3 separate regions of the Rattus norvegicus genome follow, and all the other regions are linked to region 1. A link is a contact called in public Hi-C data. All regions are on one chromosome and are shown on one strand. Each heading gives the region's core, a stretch centred on a gene start, on an enhancer-like site or on the middle of the called end of the contact. The rest is flanking DNA. Distances are from core to core; before and after follow the strand shown. Region 1 holds the start of Pcf11 (PCF11 cleavage and polyadenylation factor subunit). Region 2 holds the start of Ddias (DNA damage-induced apoptosis suppressor). Region 3 holds the start of Rab30 (RAB30, member RAS oncogene family).

The links. Hi-C and Micro-C count contacts between places; a contact is called where the count stands out from the background.
Region 2: a Hi-C map of mammary epithelial cells shows a contact between it and region 1, with 2.7 times the contacts expected there. The contact joins the promoter of Ddias here to the promoter of Pcf11 in region 1.
Region 3: a contact with region 1 is called in a Hi-C map of hepatocytes, with 1.9 times the contacts expected there. The contact joins the promoter of Rab30 here to the promoter of Pcf11 in region 1. A contact is called at or near these places in 7 of 12 Hi-C or Micro-C datasets (Schwann cells, frontal cortex, hepatocytes and 3 more) and 1 of 1 datasets of contacts at active chromatin or transcription factors (oligodendrocytes).

The regions. Positions count from the first base shown.
Region 1 is chr1:156,134,549-156,137,514 of GRCr8, forward strand. It overlaps Pcf11 (PCF11 cleavage and polyadenylation factor subunit), which reads right to left and starts at 1,418. Exons shown (of 16, transcript NM_001427432.1): 1 at 942-1,418. The coding sequence starts at 1,133. It also overlaps the pseudogene Pank1-ps1.
Region 2 is chr1:156,341,300-156,344,265 of GRCr8, forward strand. It overlaps Ddias (DNA damage-induced apoptosis suppressor), which reads right to left and starts at 1,570. Exons shown (of 6, transcript NM_001126294.1): 1 at 1,499-1,570; 2 at 356-439. It overlaps Prcp (prolylcarboxypeptidase), which reads left to right and starts at 2,595. Exons shown (of 9, transcript NM_001106281.3): 1 at 2,595-2,815. The coding sequence starts at 2,657.
Region 3 is chr1:156,287,524-156,290,489 of GRCr8, forward strand. Rab30 (RAB30, member RAS oncogene family) reads left to right here and starts at 1,438. Exons shown (of 4, transcript NM_001399389.1): 1 at 1,438-1,617. The coding sequence starts at 1,525.

The DNA.
Region 1 (2,966 bases), core at 168-2,667:
AACTTTACTTAAATGACATATCGCTCCCACATGAATCCACAGAAAAGGAAGACCAGAGGGAAAACAGAAGGTAGCAAAGGACCACTTCGGTCAAGGGGTGAAGAAAAGCAAGCCTTCACTATCAGGGGAGGGAGAAAAAGAGAATAGGAAAGGAGGGACTGAAATTTTCAAAGAAACTCCAAGTATTTGTTACCCACTGGGCCAATTCTCCACCTACAGGTTGGATAAGATCTCCCCCCACACGCCCAAACCCCACCCTCGGCCCAATTTCCCTACCACTGGGGCAAAATTAGACCCTCCGAGAGGAGAATAAAAGTTTGATCTAACAGCCCCCACCCCAAAATGGGGTTGACGGGTGCGAGCAGCTGCCTGGCTGGCAGGGAACGGTTTCTCCTCTCTTCCCTTTCGCATCATGTGCTTTGCAGGCGCCATGTTGAGCTAACAGGCCGCTGCTCCACTCGGGGCCAATTCCCTATACCCAACCCACCGACAGCTCGCTCCCAGGTCCCCCTTCACCTCCTTCCAATCCACAGAGCACAATTCCCCAAAAAGGACACTGAGGGAAAGCCCCTCCCCACCTTCCCAAGGGCTTAAGATGGTTTGTTTTTAACTCTTTCGCTCCCAAAACACAAACTGTCTCTAAGTATTCCCCCATCCGAAAAGGGTTGAACCCAATGCGTGCGAGCGTGGGGACGTACTCAGAGGTGGCCTAAATAGGGAGTTGGTAAGCGGAAATGGGGCTCCACCCTGCATCCTCCCCGCTCCCTCCCCGAAAGAGGCCCACGCTCCCAGCCGGGGCCAAAGACCAAGCCCGAGTCGGGGGTGGGGGGTTGGAAAGGAGGAACTCCGTCCCCCTTCGGATGGAAGCGAGACCTGGGATGAGGCTGACACTAAAATCAAGGAGTATTAGAAGAATAGGAGGCTGCGGGGTGTATAAAAACCTTGGCGGTTTGGGCCTCGATGAGAGAGACGATCTCCTTGGCGAAGGGCAGGTTCTCCTCGGCTAGAATGGTCAGCATATTGATGTGCGGTTTGCTATTGAAGGTCAGGTCTTCCAGCGACGACTGATAATCCCGACAGGCGTCCTCCCGGGCCCCCGCAGCCCCGGCCTCGGCGGGCGTCTGCTCTGACATTGCGCCGCGGCCCCCCTCCGAGGTCCGCCGCCGCCGAAGCTGAAGCCGCTCGACACCCCGCCTCCCTTCCGACGCCTCGGCCTCGCTCCCCGGGTCTCCGGCGGCTGCGGCTTCACCACATGCTGACCGCGGAGGGGGGATGGGGGACGACCCAGGGGGAACCTCGGGGAAGAAACGCCGCAGCCTCACGGGGAATCTCCGTCTACTTCCAGCCGCCGCCGGGGCTTCTTTCTCCACAGACACAAAATGGCGGCGGCAGTGGCGGCTCCAGCTCCGAAAATGTCTGTGTTCCCAACCGCTGCGTCGTGCGAAATGAACTAGGGGAGGGGAAATGTGCGGTAAAGGGGCGGGGCCGTTGGAAACACCAGGCGGGATTGGCTGGCCCGCGCGTGTCACAGGCCCCGCCCCCGGCCCTTCCGCAATACGTCCAAGCGCCGCCTTCTTTCCCGGCCGAGACTGGGCTTTCGCAACACCTCCTGCTCCGAGACGCTGTGCAAAGGACGGTCGGTTCTCATTGGCCAATTCGTAAGGGACTGTTCGGTCATTTGTTACCATAACAACCCATCCAGGGAAGCCAGTGGAGGACGGCTGCTCCGGTGGACCGGCCCAACCAGTTTATGAAAGCTGCACCAGGCCCCTTCCTTCTCTCCTTTGCACTCCTCCAAACACTGGGCGGCCTGGTCAATCGTCTTCCTCCCGCCTGCCTCCGGGGTGCGGGCCGTGGTACGGGTGAACTGGAGCAGCGAAGGCCTCCAGTCAAGGCCAGGCGCCGGGTCTCAGATGCTCCCGGGAGCCTGGGCGGGGCTCGTCGGGCCAGCTGTCCCTCAGGCATTAAGGCGGGGGCGGAGACGCCTGGCCTACCCGGAACCCAGACTGGAGTAACTCCTGCAAACAGCCATACTCATAAAAGCACCTAGACAGGCTTGCAGGAGTTGAGTCCCCAGGAAAAATGCTTTTATTAAGAGGTGCTATGTGAGAAAGGCGTTTCCAAAGGAGTTGGAGATCTTTTGAAGAAGTCACATTTCTGGAAGGGTATTCACAATAGTAAAAGCAAGCCCCGAGCCTAATAGTACTCCCCTCTCCATTCTGCTACACTTCCGAGTGATCTTAGAATACATATAATATCTGAGCCATGCTTAATGACTCAGGCCTTGAACCTCAGCCCTCACGAGGCAGAGGAAGGTGAATCTCTTGGAGTTCAAAGACAGTCAAGTCTAAATGTCAAGTTCCAATCCAACCAGGTCTACATAACGAGGCCCTATCTCAAAAAGAAATATATATATTATATTCCCAGCACTAAAGAGGCAGAAGCACAGTGATCTCTGGTTTCGAGGCCAGCCTGGTCTACAAAGTGAGTTCCAGGAAAGCAAAGGCCACACAGAAAGACTGTCTCAAATACATCTAGGACATATCAAAAAGTACCTTAGGTTTCTATAATCTATTTCCAAGACACACTAAGCAAATCGTTTTTTTCGTCACAGCCTTAGTGAATTATGAGGCGCTGTGGAGGGACAGTTCACACCCACACACCCACACACACACACACACACACACTGATGACAAGTCCACTCCATGATATGGCGGAAGGGAAGGCGTTTATTGTAGATTTGAGGGAGACCTGCCATGGCACCTGGAAGAATCCGGAGCAGAGAAGGTAAATGGAATGTGACCAGCAAGCAGACCATACATGGCCACAGGTACCTCAGAGAGGGGAGAATAGAGTCTGATAGACCGAGATGGTGAGAGAAACAAGAGCAGAGCAGGCGGTGAGAGAAAAAAAAACATAGCAAGAATAGCACGATTATAGAGCTTGGAGAGCCTGTGAGCTGGAGG
Region 2 (2,966 bases), core at 320-2,819, 210 kb after region 1:
CAAAACAAAACAAAACAAAACAACAACAACAACAACAAAACCACCAAGCCCATTGTGATTAGAATACTGGGACTCCTCCCTCCCTTCTCCCTTCCCTTTCCAAGCCATGCCATATTCACCCATTTAAAATCAATTCTTTAGAGGGGACTTTCCAGATCCATGGTTATTTCTAGACCCATTTTTTTTAAAACATAAGATTTTCCTCCATAGCCCTTAAGTCTCTTTGTATCTCAGGCTGGCTTCAAACTAGAGATTCTCATGACTCCAGAGTGCTAAGGTTATCAATATAGGTCTCCATACTCAATTTTGCTATTCTGTTTAATTCTATCCAAAAAGGGGGCAGAGGGGTACTTACCCTAGGACAGCAGTCTCTATTGGTAATTGAAGTCATCCAAAACCTGGCCCTTCTTGGCATAATGGGAGGCACTTAAAATTTTATCTGAGGAATGAATAAAAAAAATGACAGAGTGCTCTGTGATCCAGTTTTAAAAGGTCAAAAAATGCTTTAAATTTAAGATGCTTTTAAAAATGCTTTCAAAGTCAGCCTTGGTGGAACGTAACTATAAATCTAGCACTTGGAAGATAGAGGCTGGATGATCAGAAGTTCAAAATCCTGTTCTCTTAACTCACACACATAAAACAAACCAAACCAAACCAGAAAGGCTTTGCAAACTAAGAAATCACTAATGAGTCAGGATAAAAAGAAGTTTTGGAGGTTGAGAGGATGGTGCCTTTGAGGAATATACAAGATAACCTGGGGTTGGGGATAATTCAGTATGTCATGAACAGTGTGTGTGATATCCTGGGTTTTATCTCCTACCCCGAGAGGGTGTGTAAGTGCAGGTTGGAGAGGCAAGCAAGGCCAAAGAGCTTTTTAACCTACCTTAAGGAATTTGGACTTAAAACATCGGGAAAATAGAAGCATCTAAAACAAGATAAATGGTGAGTATCTTGGTCAAAAATTTTCACCTATCTGCCTGGTCTTATGGAGAATGGATAAACAGGGGAAACAGCTGAAGGCTACTGTCACAGCATACAACAGTCACAGGTTAGATTATGGTAGTGGCAGTGTTCAGTGGGGCTTGAATTTTCATCTTAGATGTGGATTCGAGAGATCAAGGAAAATAGAAAAGCTTCAGTTTCTGGATTGCGTGCATTATTCGGTAAAATACTTTTTCTGGGCAATCAGAGTAATCTGAAAAAGCAAAACAAAGCATCTTTGCCAGCAACTGGCAATATTCCGCACAGTAGTCTGATGACATATTTTTATGTCCCAGTTTAAAGTCGAGCCTTTTCCTTTCTGGGGCTCTGCAGCAACCGTAAAGTGTAAACATTCACTAAAGAACGTGAAAAGGATTGACTCTCTCGTTTAACGTCGTATCCGGCTTTTACGGCCAAGAGTCTTGAAATAAATCCAAATGGAGCTCAAGGTTACAGTGCCTCGTCAGCAGTCTCTCTACCTAGAGCCCCCCAAGAATTCCTTTCTTCAGCTTCTCACCTGAAGCAAAGGACCCAGGCAAGCCCGGGCAACCATGAAGGAACTCCGGCCTCCCGGACAGCCGCTCTCCAAACGCTCGCAATCGAATCTCCCGCGTCCTCTTCCGCCGGAAATGTCGTCTTGACGGTCTTTAAGGAGAGCCAATCAGAAAATGCTCCGCAGGGCGTGTCGCTTATAACCCCGGCAAGCGACCCTCCTTGTCAAGCCAGGGGTAGCTGTGGGTTTTGAGAGACGTTCTTCTTCGACTGGTGGAGCGGTAGTTCTCTCAACGAAGTGCGGGGGAAGCCGGGAAGGCTCGAGGCGTGGGAAGGGGTGGCTGCACCCCTCAGACGAACGCCGAGGGCGTTGGAGCCGTGAAAGTTGGCGCCGCGGGCTGGACAGGAGGGGGCGCTGTTGACTACAACAGGGAGTCGCCATCGCGGAGCCTGGATGGATTATCCGGGTTGAGGGAATGTTTGGTCTGCACGAAAGACTCAGCGGCCACAGAAAGGACGGGTCGTGCGAGCAATGCGGCGGATGGGGTGACCCGAGAACTGAATAACATGGGGCTGGTTAGGCGGGAGCAGCGGAGTGGAAGAGCCCGAACAGCCTACAAGGGAACAGGGCGCTCTGTGACCCTCGCTCCATTTCCTGCTACTTGAGGGACCTAGGATCGAGTCCCTCTACTTGTTTCCTCATCTAAGTAGAGAGGCAAACACTGAAAGGTTGCTGTTTTGGTTGAGGGAGGGTCACGTGTGTGCCGTCATGCCTGGTGACAATAGACTCTCTCTTCCTCCCTCCTCCTCCCGCCCGGTGTTGTTACCGTGGGACTGAGGTTGCGGGGACAGTGTGATGGTGACAATAAAGGCAGAGATATGACATAACCTAGAGAGGCGATAGGGCTTGGGGAGCCATAGATAAGGATGAGGCAAAAAACCCTGCGTAGTAAAGGCCGACGTAGAGTGTGACCTCAGTGGAGGTGGGCGGGGAGAAGGAGGATGGCAAGTGGCAAGGGTGGAGGCAACGCCTTTGAGACCAGGGGCCGCCTGGTTTTAGGTTTCCCGAGGGAGGAGCTGGTCTGCAGCGGGCGGAGCTACGAGCTGGGCCTGGCTTAGTAGTGCTTTTCTGCGGGTGGCTCTCTTTCTTTAGCCGCCCACACTGTGGCTGCTGTCCTGAGCCATGGGCTGCTGGGCTCTCCTGCTCCTGCCTTTTCTATCACTCGGGGCCGCCACAACCATCCGGCCTAGGCTAAAGACCCTCGGCAGCCCGCACTTGTCAACTAACACACCCGACCCTGCTGTACCCAGTAGCTACTCAGTTCATTACTTCCAACAGAAGGTAAGCGGAGGCTGGGGAGTAAGGGTTCTAGGTCTCTGGTCCCAATCGCTCGCCGGTACCTTGCTTGGCTGTTACAGCTTGATGAAGCACCGCTGCCCACTCCAAAATTCAAACTCTGATACTTAGGACTTGATTTAGTTTTAGTTCACCT
Region 3 (2,966 bases), core at 188-2,687, 150 kb after region 1:
CTACGTGCTTACTTGGTTGTCAGCCGTCTTTCAAAGACTGTAGAAGTACGTACACAAATCACCCTACATGACAGGTCCAGTTCATTGCCTTCTCTACCTGCAGTCCTGTTGTCACTGAGGCTTAGGTCTCCTCACTCACTCACTTTCCTAGAACCCTTCTCTCCAGGACTCACTGGTTGTTGTTCTCCCTCCAGAGTATATCCAGCTTGTTCTGCCTAGGACACAATAATGTTCAGCTCTTAGCTAGAATTATTCTTGAACTTGTCTGTCTGTTGTTTGAGATACAATTTCCTTATGTAGCTGTTTGGCTTCAAAGTCGACGTTGCTCCTGCCTCAGCCTCCTGACTGATGAGATTGTTACTTTGTAGTTGTTATTTAAGCTCTCTCGTGTTGGTTTTAGGGGCAGATGTTTCTAGGTGATAGATAAATGGTAAAGGAACCAGTCAGGTTATTCTTTTTTCTCATTAGAATGGGGCTTGGTGAGCACCAAGCTCTATGGGAGGCATTTTGTTTTGTTCTGTCTGTTTTTAATCTTGACAAGCATCCTCTAAGTTTCATAATGGTAGCATTTTTCTTAGCACAACTGGAGAAGCAAATGTCTACATCTAAGCACTATGCCCTTTAATTGCTTCTTTCAGTCTACAGAGTAGACATTTACTAAGTGTGACTCTGTTCTAGGGCTAGGAAATAGAGGTGAGAGCCATTGTCCCTTTCCTTAAGGATAAGGCAGACATTTGAACAAGTAAATGTGCATAGCAAGCAAAGTGCTGGGATGGAGGAATGGTGGAAACGTGTCAGTTTCTAGTTATCACGATTTGAAGACCAGTGAAAGATTCAGTGACAATGAGAGGCTTGCACTGGACTTTCAGTAGGAAGACATCCCAAGTTGAGGAGAGGATATAGCTCATGGCCATTAGAAGTCAGGTGCCATCAGAGGCCATTTAGCACCAGCATGGCTGGTAGCAGGTAGCTAGAAAAGGGGTAGTGGGAGGAGGGCAAGATGATTGCCCAGTAGTAGGATCCCCAAGAACAGAACTTGTATGAGACCGAAGGGCCTTTTATGATTGTCTCCCTTTTCCTGGTTTCCCAGTGGCTATCATTTTCTTCCCCAAGAGGAACACAAAGCCTATTAACTGTCTTAATCTCTGAAAGGCTCTTGTCTCTCCCTACTTGTCTGCACTCTTAGTTATTTAGCCTGGCTATTGACTTTCCACACAAAAGGAAAAACACACGTTATCACTTGAAAACCCGTGACCTGACTGCTTGGAGGAGCGAAGGTTACCAGGTGAAAGGACACTGGGTATCATTTGCTTTCTGTAGCACGAGATAGCTGGGGAGAATGAAGTCCATCTGCCAGCAAACACCTATGTTCCTCTTTCGCTGGCTACGTCACCAGAGAGGAGCCTTAAATTGCCCTGCAAATGAGTTAGCCCTCTTGTTCCTGTGGCGCAGGGGCTGGTGCAGCCTGAGTTCTGGGGAAGCTTGGGCTCTTACTGTTGTCTGTGTTTGCTTGCAGCTGTGTAAATGAGTATGGAAGATTATGATTTCCTGTTCAAAATTGTTTTAATCGGCAACGCTGGAGTGGGAAAGACGTGCCTAGTCCGACGATTCACTCAGGTAAGGGGATCTGGAATCCAGGGTTGGGTTTGTTTGTCTCATCTGTTTTATAGTGACCATCTTCTAGGTGGGTGACTGGACTCAGTGCCAACCTCTAGCTATAGGCTCCTTTTTCTTCTTTCTTTCTTTCTTCCCTTCTTTCTTTCTTTCTTTTCTTTCCTTTTTTTGAGACAGGGTTCCTCTGCGTAACCCTGGCTGTCCTGGAACTCACTCTGGAGACCAGACTGACCTTGAAACTCAGAGGTCTGTCAGCCTCTGCCTCCCAAATGCTAGGATTAAAGGCTGCACTACCACCATGCAGTAGACTGCGAGTTGTTAAGGCACCCTTTGAAAGCTCCATTGAGTTTTATAGCCCAAGGTTTTCTAAATTGCCTAAGGGAGAATGGAACTGAGGTCTTTTCCCACATCTCCTCTTGCTTCCTCTTACAAGAGGGTCAGGTGGTTTTGTTTTCAGTGTGCAGTATCAAAAATAGATTTGGGTAAAAAATAGATCAGTAGTTCACAATCATCTCAAGGTGGAAACACATTAAGTTGTGTATTAAACTGAGTCCAAATATTCATTTTTAAAAAGTCCCAATGCAGATTAAACCTCAAGTTTCCTGCCTGTGTCTGTTCTCATCCAAAAAACAGAGTGAATTCTCTTGGTTCTCTGCTTATCTAAGTCTCTTAAGTAGGACTAAGCTGAAGGAAGTGAAGAGTGGAACTGAATGTACACGTCCCCTCTCAGGGTGGCCTCTTGAAAAATCACTGGCCACAATTATGTAGTGGTTTTTATACAGAAAGTAGTGAAAAATCACCCTGAAGTTGATTTTGTTTCTCACTGAAACTCAATGATGCCCTTTCCTGGATCATCATGCATATAGCATGATCTTGTTGACAGGCACCTTGGGGACATACAGATGAGCTCTTTTAAGGCTTAAGATGACTTGGGGCCATGGAAAGAGCAGAGGCTCAAGGTCTTTTACCCAGGTGCTAGTTAGTCCTGACTCTGCTGCCCCCAGCCCTTGCCAGCCCTCCCCACTGCACCAGTCTGTGGAAAACTGAATGACAGATTGGGCAACACAAACATAGGGTTTACAGTTGCTGGGACTGTCAGTTTTTCCCATGCGGAGTAACTGTAGACAAGTGCCTGAATTTTCACCAAGTTTTGGTCTGATGAAATTGAAAATCTAAAGTTCACCAGTGTCAGGAATTCAATCAGCTATCACAGGGAGATACTGGAGACTCCAGCTGCTTTTCCATCCGCTATCCTTGGCAGTCAGTCTTAACTGCTTCTGTAAGGAGGACTTGCCTACATATTTTACAAGGAGAAAGGTTTTGTTTTTAGTGTGTAATTAGTGTTTGCTTGA